Regions from separate parts of the Sus scrofa genome. Here all the other regions are linked to region 3. A link is a contact called in public HiChIP or PLAC-seq data. All regions are on one chromosome and are shown on one strand. Each heading gives the region's core, a stretch centred on a gene start, on an enhancer-like site or on the middle of the called end of the contact. The rest is flanking DNA. Distances are from core to core; before and after follow the strand shown.

What was found. HiChIP or PLAC-seq counts read pairs in DNA pulled down with a chosen protein or histone mark.
Region 1: an H3K27ac HiChIP or PLAC-seq map of alveolar macrophages shows a contact between it and region 3. The contact joins two enhancer-like sites. A contact is called at or near these places in 2 of 47 Hi-C or Micro-C datasets (alveolar macrophages and retroperitoneal adipose tissue) and 1 of 2 datasets of contacts at active chromatin or transcription factors (alveolar macrophages).
Region 2: a contact with region 3 is called in an H3K27ac HiChIP or PLAC-seq map of alveolar macrophages. The contact joins two enhancer-like sites. A contact is called at or near these places in 2 of 2 datasets of contacts at active chromatin or transcription factors (alveolar macrophages and skeletal muscle).

Annotation. Positions count from the first base shown.
Region 1 is chr9:28,352,699-28,356,209 of Sscrofa11.1, reverse strand. The region is part of intron 1 of MAML2 (mastermind-like protein 2); the gene reads left to right. Among named protein-coding and RNA genes, the nearest start is that of MAML2, 19 kb to the left of the region's middle. Within about 2 kb of position 1,494, at least 10 of the 83 cell types and tissues checked have an H3K27ac peak or open chromatin away from gene starts, as enhancers often do. A contact at or near this core is called in alveolar macrophages, where this site is marked.
Region 2 is chr9:28,327,519-28,331,236 of Sscrofa11.1, reverse strand. The region is part of intron 1 of MAML2 (mastermind-like protein 2); the gene reads left to right. Among named protein-coding and RNA genes, the nearest start is that of MAML2, 44 kb to the left of the region's middle. Within about 2 kb of position 1,861, at least 2 of the 83 cell types and tissues checked have an H3K27ac peak or open chromatin away from gene starts, as enhancers often do. A contact at or near this core is called in alveolar macrophages, where this site is marked.
Region 3 is chr9:28,190,515-28,194,115 of Sscrofa11.1, reverse strand. The region is part of intron 1 of MAML2 (mastermind-like protein 2); the gene reads left to right. It overlaps LOC110262219 (a long non-coding RNA gene), which reads right to left. Exons shown (of 3, transcript XR_002346983.1): 3 at 1-3,601. Among named protein-coding and RNA genes, the nearest start is that of MAML2, 180 kb to the left of the region's middle. Within about 2 kb of position 1,640, at least 17 of the 83 cell types and tissues checked have an H3K27ac peak or open chromatin away from gene starts, as enhancers often do. A contact at or near this core is called in alveolar macrophages, where this site is marked.

The DNA.
Region 1 (3,511 bases), core at 245-2,744, 160 kb before region 3:
GTGCTACAACCATTTGAAACATACAGGGGCATGATGACCTTTTAAGATTGTTCCCAGATTGGAATTTCTGTCGTGGCTTAGCGAAAACAATCTGACTAGCATCCATGAGGATGCAGGTGCGATTCGTGGCCCCGCTCAGTGGGTTAAGGATCTGGCATTGCCATGAGCTGTGGTGTAGGTCGCAGATGCAGCTTGGGTCTGGCGTTGCTGTGACTGTGGTGTAGGCCGGCAGCTACAGCTCCGATTTGACCCCTAGCTTGGGAACTTCCATATGCCTCAGGTATGGCCCTAAAAAGACAAAAAAAAAAAAAAAAAAAAAGGAGCCCTAGAAATCAGACTCTCAGGGTATTAAAAAAAAAAAAGATTGTTTCCAGATTGAAATTCTAAAGCCCAATATCTCATGAATAGAAAATATTGGTGCAAGGAGGAGGATAATGGCATAGAAGTTACATACATTGAGTGCCTTGCTGTATGCTGGATCCTATGTCAGGCCTTTGGGCCACCTAGGAGAGGCAAAGTTCTTGTTGGATGATGTCTATATTTTAATGAGAAAGGGTGCACGGACAGAGAGTCAACAAACAAATGAAAGAATGAGATCAATTTAACTAGTGATAAATAATGTACAGTTCTTTGTTCCTTAAGGTGGCTGATTGGAGAATGATTTGGGTTCATTAAAATGAAGTAAACACTCTGAGAAGTGACACATGATAACCCTAAACAAACGGTTACCTTCAGAGCTAGAAGATGGTCTCCTTTGCCAGTGCTGCTCTGAGCCTGGACGGCTGCCTGCACAGTGGTCCAGGCTGTGTGCTGCTTTGGTTAGTCTGTGCAAGATGCTGGTTCTGATGCTTCTAAGGAGGAGGGTGGCCATGTCAGCATCTTCTGTTCCTTGAAGCTATTGTGATCATTTTGTTAGAAGTCATTGAGGCTTGAGAATGAAAGAGGAATGGCTGAAAGGCTTCTTTTGAGGAAAAGAAGAATATCATCTCTCTTTAGCCATAGAAACAGGAAAGAAAGGGTCAGGAGATGAGCACCTGGGCCAGAAGGAAGTGGAGGCATAGCAGGCTCTCTCAGGAGGCAGGCAGAAGTGGTAACTGGTTTGCAATAGTCATCATATCATCATCCTACAGGTATACAACCATTATTGTCCACACAGAAACCCCGTGTTGTAAATAAGGTGAGTGTAGCTTTTTTATACTATACAGAGCAGCTGAGAAATACTACTAATGTCTTTATTTTTGAATGGCAAATTTTCAGTTTATCGAATGTGTACACACAAGTTAACTCTGTTTATTCTCTGGGGTATTATTATACTCATTTTAGAGACTGGTAAGAGGCTTGAATTGGCCTATGCTAACTCTGCTAGTGTGTTGAGCCACTGTCCTGACCTCTGGGTTCTGCAAGGCACACAGCTGACAGAGTGGAGTAGCTGGGCCCCAAATGCACCACCGAATTTGCATCTAAGATGAGGACATAGAGTGTCTTGAGCTCCCAGAAGCACACCCACACATATTTTGAAGCAATGACTCTCCAAGAAAGAATGGAAATCATGAATGGAATGAGGATGTCAGACACCCAGGGCACATCAAATCTAGAAAAGGGAGGCTGGAAAAAGACAGTCTTGTGTTTTTTTTTTTTTTTAATTTTAAATTTTTAAAAAATTCATTAATTTGTAAGAATACAAGGCAAAGTGAGAAAACATTTTGAATTTATGAAAGCCTGCACTTTGCTACCTTTATTTCTTATGAGTCTAGTGAGTCAACCCGCAGGTCTGGGGAGAGAGGGCTCCAAGGTTGTTATGAAAAGAAACTTGATCCTGAATCAAAGAAGCAGATTCATCTCTGAAACCAAGATTGGTCTAAGTTTTTCTCCTTGCTGTTGCTTATTTTGGAATCAGATCTTAGATGGAGCTTAAGGGAGAGACCTGCTACTCTGCTGAAAAGTGATTTTGAATGCATTCAGATCCAGATTGAATGTATTTTTTTATGCTGATGGTGGGTGTTTTCTCATTACCTTGAAAAAAATATAGGGCTTCATAGTTGTTAAGATTTTTACTTCAAGGTGGAGAAGTGCCTTATTTATCTTTGTATTTCCATTGTCATAACAGTGTCAGACATCACATAAGCAAGTATTTGGTAAATGTTGAACTAAACTGTGGGGAGCATGCATTTTTAAAGGACCTCAACCCTTTATATTTCTATGGCTAAATGTTCTCTGCACCAGCTGTGAAACACTGATCTTTGAGGTATTCCTTTGGTCCAATATTTTTTAATCAGATTGATTAAATGTTTAACATGTCAGGTACTCTTCTAAGTGTTTTTGGAGTATCAACCCAAGTTTCCTCGTAATCACATTATCAAGTGGGTTGGTGTGATCTTATTTCCATTTGACAGATGAGGAAGTTGAGGTGTGAGATCTGCCAGGTCACTCAGTCAGATATGGTGGAGTTGGGTTTGAGCAGAGTGGATGATGCCACTGTCTGTGTGTCTAGTCATGGTTTCTGACTACCTCTAGAAGGTAATTACACATGCGATCTCAGACTGCAGCTCACACATGAGCCAAGCCTGAGTTTGAAAGCCATGTGCAGCAAGACATCTGAAAGTTAATAACAATTAAGACCAACTCATCCTCCAAAGTGCAGAGAGAATTCAGAATGAATGCCTACAGGTCACAGATTACTCTTTGAAACAGCTGCCATTCCCATATTTTTTAAGAGTTAGAAAGTGCTTGAACATGTAGGATCTGTGAGTGACAAATATGTTTCAACTTGCATCCCAGGGAAGGTTGGAAGTTGTCACCTGGTGGGCTGTATTGAGGATTCTAAGGAAATATCTAAGCTCTGTGGGAAAGCAGGCCATGGTAGTTCATTATTGATATCTACGGTGGGCAGAGAGAAGGCAACAAAGCTGATAAGTCATTGGAGTGGCTTCTTCAAGATTCAGGAATCCATACCTGGAGATTCTTGGTGAAATGTTCACTTTACATGTAAGAATGTATCAAGGGGCAGATTATACTGTGAGTAGGCCTTGGATCCATTTAAAGAATAAACTTAGTTTTACCAAAGTTCATTGTAATGTCTTGAAGACAAATGAGTTCCTTGAAGACATTATAACCTCTGCTCTCTCTCAGAGAGGTCAGATAAAATGACAGAGGCTTTTTTTTTTTTTTTTTTTTTTTCAGTATTTTGTAAGATGCAGAGGAAACTCAGCTGCAACCAGATTACTTCCTGGTTGCAACCAGATTACTCTCCCTGACTTGCAACCAAATTGCTCTTTAAGCCCTCTGATGTGGAGATTCTGGAGATACCATTACTCATAATCAGTATTTCTTTTTTTTGGCTGCTGCAATGACAATTCTGGGTCCTTAACCCACGGTGCCACAAGGGAACTCCGCATGATCATTATTCTGAAGGAATTTCATTTTTAGTAGAAGCAGAGACAGAAACAATGTAGAAATGGGTGAATAATGCTCTACTTTTTTTATTTTTTGTCTTTTTGCTATTTCTTGGGCC
Region 2 (3,718 bases), core at 612-3,111, 140 kb before region 3:
ACACGTGGATGGAGTTTGAGGGCCATTCTGGGGTCTGGCACCCATTTTCTTGCACATAGTAATTGTGCACTAAGTTGTTCATGGGACCAGCTGACCCACAATAGCCATTCTAATTTTTTTTTTTTTTTAACCTAGTTAGGCACCTGGGTCGGAGATCAAGTAGGATATAGACGTTATCAACTCTTGAGCCAAGAGTGATCCCAGGAATCAGAGAAGTATCCTGTTCTTGTGTGGGTACCAAGGGCATCTTGGGCCAACTGCCTTTTCTGCAGCCCATCCATGTCCCAACAGGGCTCATCTTTTTGGATCTGTTCTTGCAGGACACACAGTTTATCTTTTGTACTCAGTCTGTCTTCTTCAAAGGCCTATTACATAGTCATCATCATTAAGCCCTACTCCTGTCATGGCAGTCACTCCGAAGAGGAAAAGAAAACCGATCCCCTTATTTCCTTTATTTAAAAATTCTTAGATGCACCAAAAGGAACTATTAGAAGGATTGTCTCCATAGTTTTTTTTATTAGTATATACTTAGAACTCATGGAAAACTAGCTCCTACTAGCTCCTACGCCATGGACCATTTCCTAAGGAGAAATTGCCACTTTGCTATAGAGATAACTATAATTCTAGCAAGGTTAGCAAAGGATAGCATCAATTGTTCTTTGAGATCACTTGTACTTTGACATTGAAGCAGTTTCTACATTGGTAAATTATGTGATATTTCTATAAGATGAAATAATATACTTCTGCTTGAGGAAATAATTCAGGAACCCTGAGTAGAAAGTCTTCTCTCTCCTAGAGTATGTGTAAATCATATTATCTGCTCCACTGTTTCAAGGAGAGTATAGAAAACATCGTCTACACAATGTCAAAACTGCACGGATGGTCAGTGTTGACCAGAAGTCTGGTAAAAATGGGTCCTTGAATTCATTATAAATTGGCAGAGTCCTTTTAGAAAACATTTTGGCAGTTTCTTTCAAGAGCCACAATAATATCGGTACCCTTTGACTCAGTAATTTCATTTCTGGGAATCTCTCAGAGGAAAGAATCCAAAATATGGAAAAAGTGATATGCATGAAAATAATCATTGTAGAGTTATTTAAAATAATAATAATAATAATAAAACCCTTAGAAACATCCATATGTACAATAGGAACATAATTAAGTGAATTTTACCTGTGTAAAAATATGAATATGGAAAAACTTAGACAGTAATACATATAAATTCTAATGAAAGTATTAAGATGATACATATCCATAATCCATATATATTTTTTAGTTGCAAGCAATAGACATGAACTCTGGCTAATTTAGTCAATAAAATAATTGTTCGAGGGACATGGGGTTGTTTGTAGAATCCAGGAAAAGTCTGAATAAGCAAACCTTGGGGAGGGAAGGAATGAGGACAGCTCTGAGGCTTCAAGTAGCAGGAACTGAAAAATCCTGTCTCCAGGGTACCACCTTGGGGAGAATCAACTCTACCTGGTTTCTGTCCAAGAGTTATTCTTCCCAGCCTCCAGAGTTGATCTGTCTTGGATCATGTGCCCACTTCGTGACCAGGGGAAGAGGGCACCATGATTGACAGTCCAATCCCGATCAAATGCAGAAGGAGCGGAAGGATGGGTGGCTCTCCTTGGGAAATAGGGGGGAATGTGGTATACAGAGAAGAGGGAAGAATGGATGCTAAGCAGGCCAAAGCAACAGATGTACAGTACATAGTGGGGTTTTTTTCCTCTTCTCTTTATAATCCAAACTTTTTTTATACTTTTGAAATCAAATGATTTAAATCTCTATGTCTTAGACAGTCATTGTTGATAGAGGTGGAGACATTTCCCATTATACTATTGCACAACCTATGTTGAAAATCCTGACTGTATGAAGCAACATGGCATGAAAACACATCCGTATCTTCAACACTAAACTAATAGAAGTTATCTGGGAGTTCCTGTCGTGGCACAGTGGTTAACGAATCCGACTAGGAACCATGTAGTTGTGGGTTCGATCCCTGGCCTTGCTCAGTGGGTTAAGGATCCGGCGTTGCCGTGAGCTCTGGTGTAGATTGCAGACGCGGCTCGGATCCCGCATTGCTGTGGCTTTGGCGTAGGCTGGCGGCTACAGCTTCGATTCGACCCCTAGCCTGGGAACCTCCATATGCTGTGGGAGCGGCCCAAGAAATGGCAAAAAGACAAAAAGACAAAAAAAAAAAAAAAAAAAAAAAAAAAAAGAAGTTATCTTATCCTAATAAGTGGAAATCCTTGACAGGGCTTTGATGAGGATTAAATGAAGTAGTACATGAGAAAGTATTTTGCACAGTGACTAGCACACACCCAACAAAGTGCATATTAAACCCAAATAAAGGTAAAAGGTATGAAGAATGAGGTTGCAATAGCTCTTCAGTGTTTGTGTTGTAGGCAGGAAGCAATTACTAAGTTACCTATAGTGGGTGATTGTGACTGTAAAATGTGTCAATTATGATCCAATTTAGATTTTCTTTGCCAGCACTATTAATTTTTTTAAGTAAAAGTGTCAGCACCTGAATGTATTATCTGAGTATGAGTCCAAGAAGCACAATCCATAAAGTGGCTGATTAATTTTCCCAGTTTTGTGTTTACTAGGACATCTTCGACCATGGTATACGCACTTTACTTTAGAACAGGTAAAAGACGCAGCATGTAAGATGATAGGAATTTGTTGGCGTATATAAGCTCTAATGAAAAGCTCTGAGAAATATTTGGTCATATCAATTATGGGTCATACACAGGATATCAAGATAGTCATTCTGCTTTTAACACATGTCCGTGTGGACTGGGATTAGTTTGACCTCAAGGTCTCTAAGTTGAATGACTTTGCTCTGGAGTCTAACTACTGACCTAGTCAACAGGAGGGTACTCACAAACAGGGCTGGAACTAGAATAAGGGCATTGAGGTGCATAGGTGCAAAATTTAAGGATGCATTCACTCTAGGTCTTGCATTCACTGAGCGTGAGTGTCTTCATGAATTCTATGCCTCGCTCTAGTCCTAGCCCTGGTGACAGAAAAGCTGGCACATACGCGGATTCAGAATTCTTAATTTCTAGGAAAAAAAAGGAATCTATTTTTGACTGATCTCTCTCTTTCTGTGTTTGTCTTTCTGTCTTTCTCTTTCTCTCAATTTTTGCACAATAGATATAGGGTCCTACCAATACCCAGGACCCTTGGTCAGTTGGTATTAAAATCTTTTGTACCAAAGGATTCATTCAAAACCATGAGGCTAGTTATAATGTAAAATATTTAACATTTATTCAGTGCTTCCTATGAGCCAGGAGTGGGGCTAAGCCTATTACATTTCATCCTCCATACAATCCTCTGAGGGATCTTTTCCCGTTGTAAAGATCACCTCAGCTGAGGCATAGCAATTTTGGTAATGTGACCAGGATCTCAGAGTCAATAGCAGATCCAGGGCCTAATTTGTGAGTCTGCTGCAAAGGCCTCCACCATGGTCAAAGGACACTACCAGCCTGACCTTCTACCCGGTTGCCTCCAGTCCTCCACCCTCTCCTACTCACCCCCAAAAGCTCTGGGGTCATGAATCCTCTCTTCTGATGTCATCTGGTACAGGAATCCTCCCTTTCTTCCAACAGCTTATCTTCCTTTCACTGACTTCCCTTCCAGTTCTTTCCACTGTGCACACTGAAAACCCCGTTCCATTGTGTAAAAAACTTCTCCACACCCTCAGTCTCCA
Region 3 (3,601 bases), core at 391-2,890:
TTATTTTAACAAAGTTCTTGCCCTTGGAGGTTTTGGGTGCTAGACATTTAGGGAAATATATTACCCAAGTTAAGTGAAGAGGAAAGTAGAAAGGGTGGGTAGGTTTTCCCCCTAATCAGTTCTGTGGGGAGTCTTACTGTTTTTAAACTAGAATTTGACATTTTTGGTACTCACTTTAGTTATGAAAGTGCCACGCTAGCTGTCTTAAAGCATCATACTTCAAAGATTAGACTTCTTTTGAGACCATGATGGGGTGGTTTTCTTCTTTTTCTATGTTGGGAGATAGGTGGCAGCTGCTGCTGATGATGCTGCTTCTTCCTCTTTCTCTTCCTCTTCTTCTTCTCCTTGTCCTTCTTCTTCCTCCTCTTCCCCTTCTTCTTCTTGTTCTTTTTCTTCTTCTTCCCCTTCCCCCCTCCTCTTCTTCTTTCTCTTCTTCCTCTTTCTTCTTTTTTTCTGTATCATGCCCAGGAATTTGTTGCACATTGGCTTGTGCAATTCTCTTGCTTTGGACGAGGTCCCTTTGGGGCTTTGTCACAATCTGTATCACTCTTTAAAAAAAATCAAAAGCATCTTATGTTCTTAGGAAATTCACATCAAGAGCTGAATAGCAAGAGTCTTGTTGGCCCAACCACTGGATCTATCAGGTGGCGTAAGCCTTTTGTTATGGGACAGCGTGACAGAGGGGAAAGGACAGGCCAGTTTCCTTATAACTAGTTCTATGGCCTGGGGCGAGTCTCCCGTGTTCTCTGGGTCTCCTTTTCTTCACCTTTAAACTGAAGGAGTTGACAAGATGATCTGTGAAGTCCCTCCCAGCTCTGAATTTCTGTGCTTTTGTGACTAGATTCACAGAGATAGAGTGACCCATAACCAGAAGGCAGTGTAATGCTCTTTGATCTGTCTCATGCAGTTTGGCTTTGTGAAAATGCTGGTGGTGTTTTCAAAAGCTGGAATAGCCTTTCATGGGCTTTTCTCCTGCTCTGGTGCTGACAATCTATTTTGAGGTAATACCTGAGCAATATTATCAATGAGAAATGGTGTCTAGCTTTCAGGACCTTTCCATTACGGCACAGAGGAGTTCAACAGCCTACACATAGAAATGGTCCTTCCTATAAATACAGAGGGAGAAGGTGGCCATATGGCACAGGTCACTGGAATCAGAACTATTTATCAGAGAAGACACAGTAGTTCTTTAGATCAATTAGGAGACGCAGAGTCTAGTCCTAGCTGTGACCTTGGCTAAAGCATGCTCTCTGCTTCTCTCAGCTTCCGCTTCCTTGTCTGAAATATTTCTGCTTGATCTCTAGTATTACTTCATTTCTGAAAAAAGAAAAGTGAGTTTCTGATAGAAAAAAATGAACATCGTGGTCCTAAAGACCGTTGTCCTACCTGAGGAAGTCCCCCAGGGAGTAGCTGTTCTAAAAAACAAAACTGTGGAGTTGCAAGAAAGGGCCCAGCCAGTCCCGCTGAGGTCGGAATCATTTCTATAGCATCTAGCTTTTTCTTGACAGGCAACAGGAGATGAACACATATGTTGTCTGGGGCTGGCACTTGCCACCTTTTGCTTGGGGTGAGAGAAGTGTGTACTTAAACTGCCAAGACAGCCCCAGGTCTGGGGAAGAGCTTTCTGCTCATCCTTTGAACTACAGAACATGTACTGTGCGTGCTGCACTGTCAAGGAAGCCCATGAAGCTTGCTTGGCATAGGAGTGAAGTGAGTAATGAACTTTTGGCTCCAGCCTGCATTCTAAAGCTCGGGTTTTGCAAAAGTTGCAAATCCCCAGAGGAAATGCTGGAGCACAGAAGGCCTGCATATCACGGATTACACTAATCCAGGCAGGAAGTGATAATGACATAGTTATACAAGCAGTGTTTTTCACGGCTAATTGGGAAGGATGGTCATTTAATTAAACTGTGCCAGACCTTGGGTTTTCGAGACCTGGACAGCCTAAGAGCCCTTCTTAGACGCTCGTGCTCAGGATGCTTAAGTCCAACTCTAAATTCTAAGAGGGTAGGGCCTTCAACTTTTTATTAACTTCTAATACCTAATAGCTAGTATAGTTCCTGGAACATGGCAGGTGCTGGACCTGGACAAGAAGAGTTTTGAGTATCTTATTATCTCCACAAAGTGCTTTGTTTTAAATCAAGTAGAGATGCCAAGACTTGACGCAATAAGCCTCCTGTGGATGCAAAAACAATCAGACCTGATTCTGCATGTTTGAAGGAAGAGGATGTGCTGATGACACATATACACGTAAAATAAAAAAATTAAAAATAAAAATTTAGATCGATAAAATAAAGAGAATGCCTCCATGACATTATGTACATAGCATTCAACTTGATTTTTCTTCTCTGTAACGAGACAGGGCTGGGGGTTCTGGGATATATTGTCGGGATTAAAGTGCTTCTTCAACTTTTTTGAACAAAGGCTTTTAAGAGCTTGCAGTGAATATGATGGCTGCCTAGTGTAGGAGAAGGGAGTGATGTATCAAGGGTCAGAAAAACTGGATTTCAGCCTCATGGTGCTGACACCAACCTGTAGTAAGATCCAACTTTCCTCATTTGCAAAAGAAAGGGTGTATATTGCAATGGTTTTATTTCCTCAACCAAAAATTATCGCATTTTTTATAATGTGGGGGATGTGAGGCAAACTGGATTATATCCTTTGGTAGCTAAAATATGGGAAGTTTGTGGACACATCGATGCTATCCAAACAGTGGAATGAAATACAATTGAACAGTAAAATAGGGGGAACAGTACCCGTTGAATAAACTTCAGGACATATGGATGCTGAACATGAAACAAAGCAGTCTTAAGTAAGTTATAACATAGACCTTCTGATTATGTTTTTATTGCCTTGAAATCTTCTTCAGAAGGGAAGTCAAAAATTTCAGTAACTTGAAGATGTCTGGAAGGTCAGCTTCCCATCAGCTTTTCTGCGTCTGAAGTGACCCTCTAGTTGGTCCTCTAACCTGCTCCCGTTCCCATCTGGTGGATTCCAAGACTCCTTTGTCTGTCTCAAAGAGTCAAAAAAAAAATGAGCCCATTAAGAGACTGTAAAAGATCCGGGCTGTTCTGCTCAAGGAATCATAGGACGCGGGAAACGAGATTTATGAGATGAGGTAATAGAAATACAAATAGCAATACATTTTAAAGGAACTTTTTCCTCAAATGCCCATTTCCTTTGTGATTGATTTGTGTGGGGGAGGCTGAGGAGATTGAATTCGCCCCACCTTCCCCACCACATTCCTCCTGTTTCAGGTTCAAAATGTTCCCCATCACAGTACACGGGCATCTTCTCAGAGGTTGGCCCCCTGGGACACTCCCCACGCTCAGCTCTGCAGTTTCCAGAGGCTTCCTCCAGTGACATTCCTACTTGCCATTAACTCCTGAGAAATTTTATTAAAATGGAAGAAGATTTATCCCCCCCCAGCTGAAATTGGGGTCACTGATACTCAAGGAAAGGTGCAGTGCCTCGAGGGTGATCCTGCAGCCGTTTGTCAAACCTCCTGGAGTAATTTATAGGCAAGTGTGCACCCAGGGTCACTCCCAGAGGGAGCAGGGCAAACTGCACAGTGCGCTTACCCCCCCCCCCCAATTTGCGT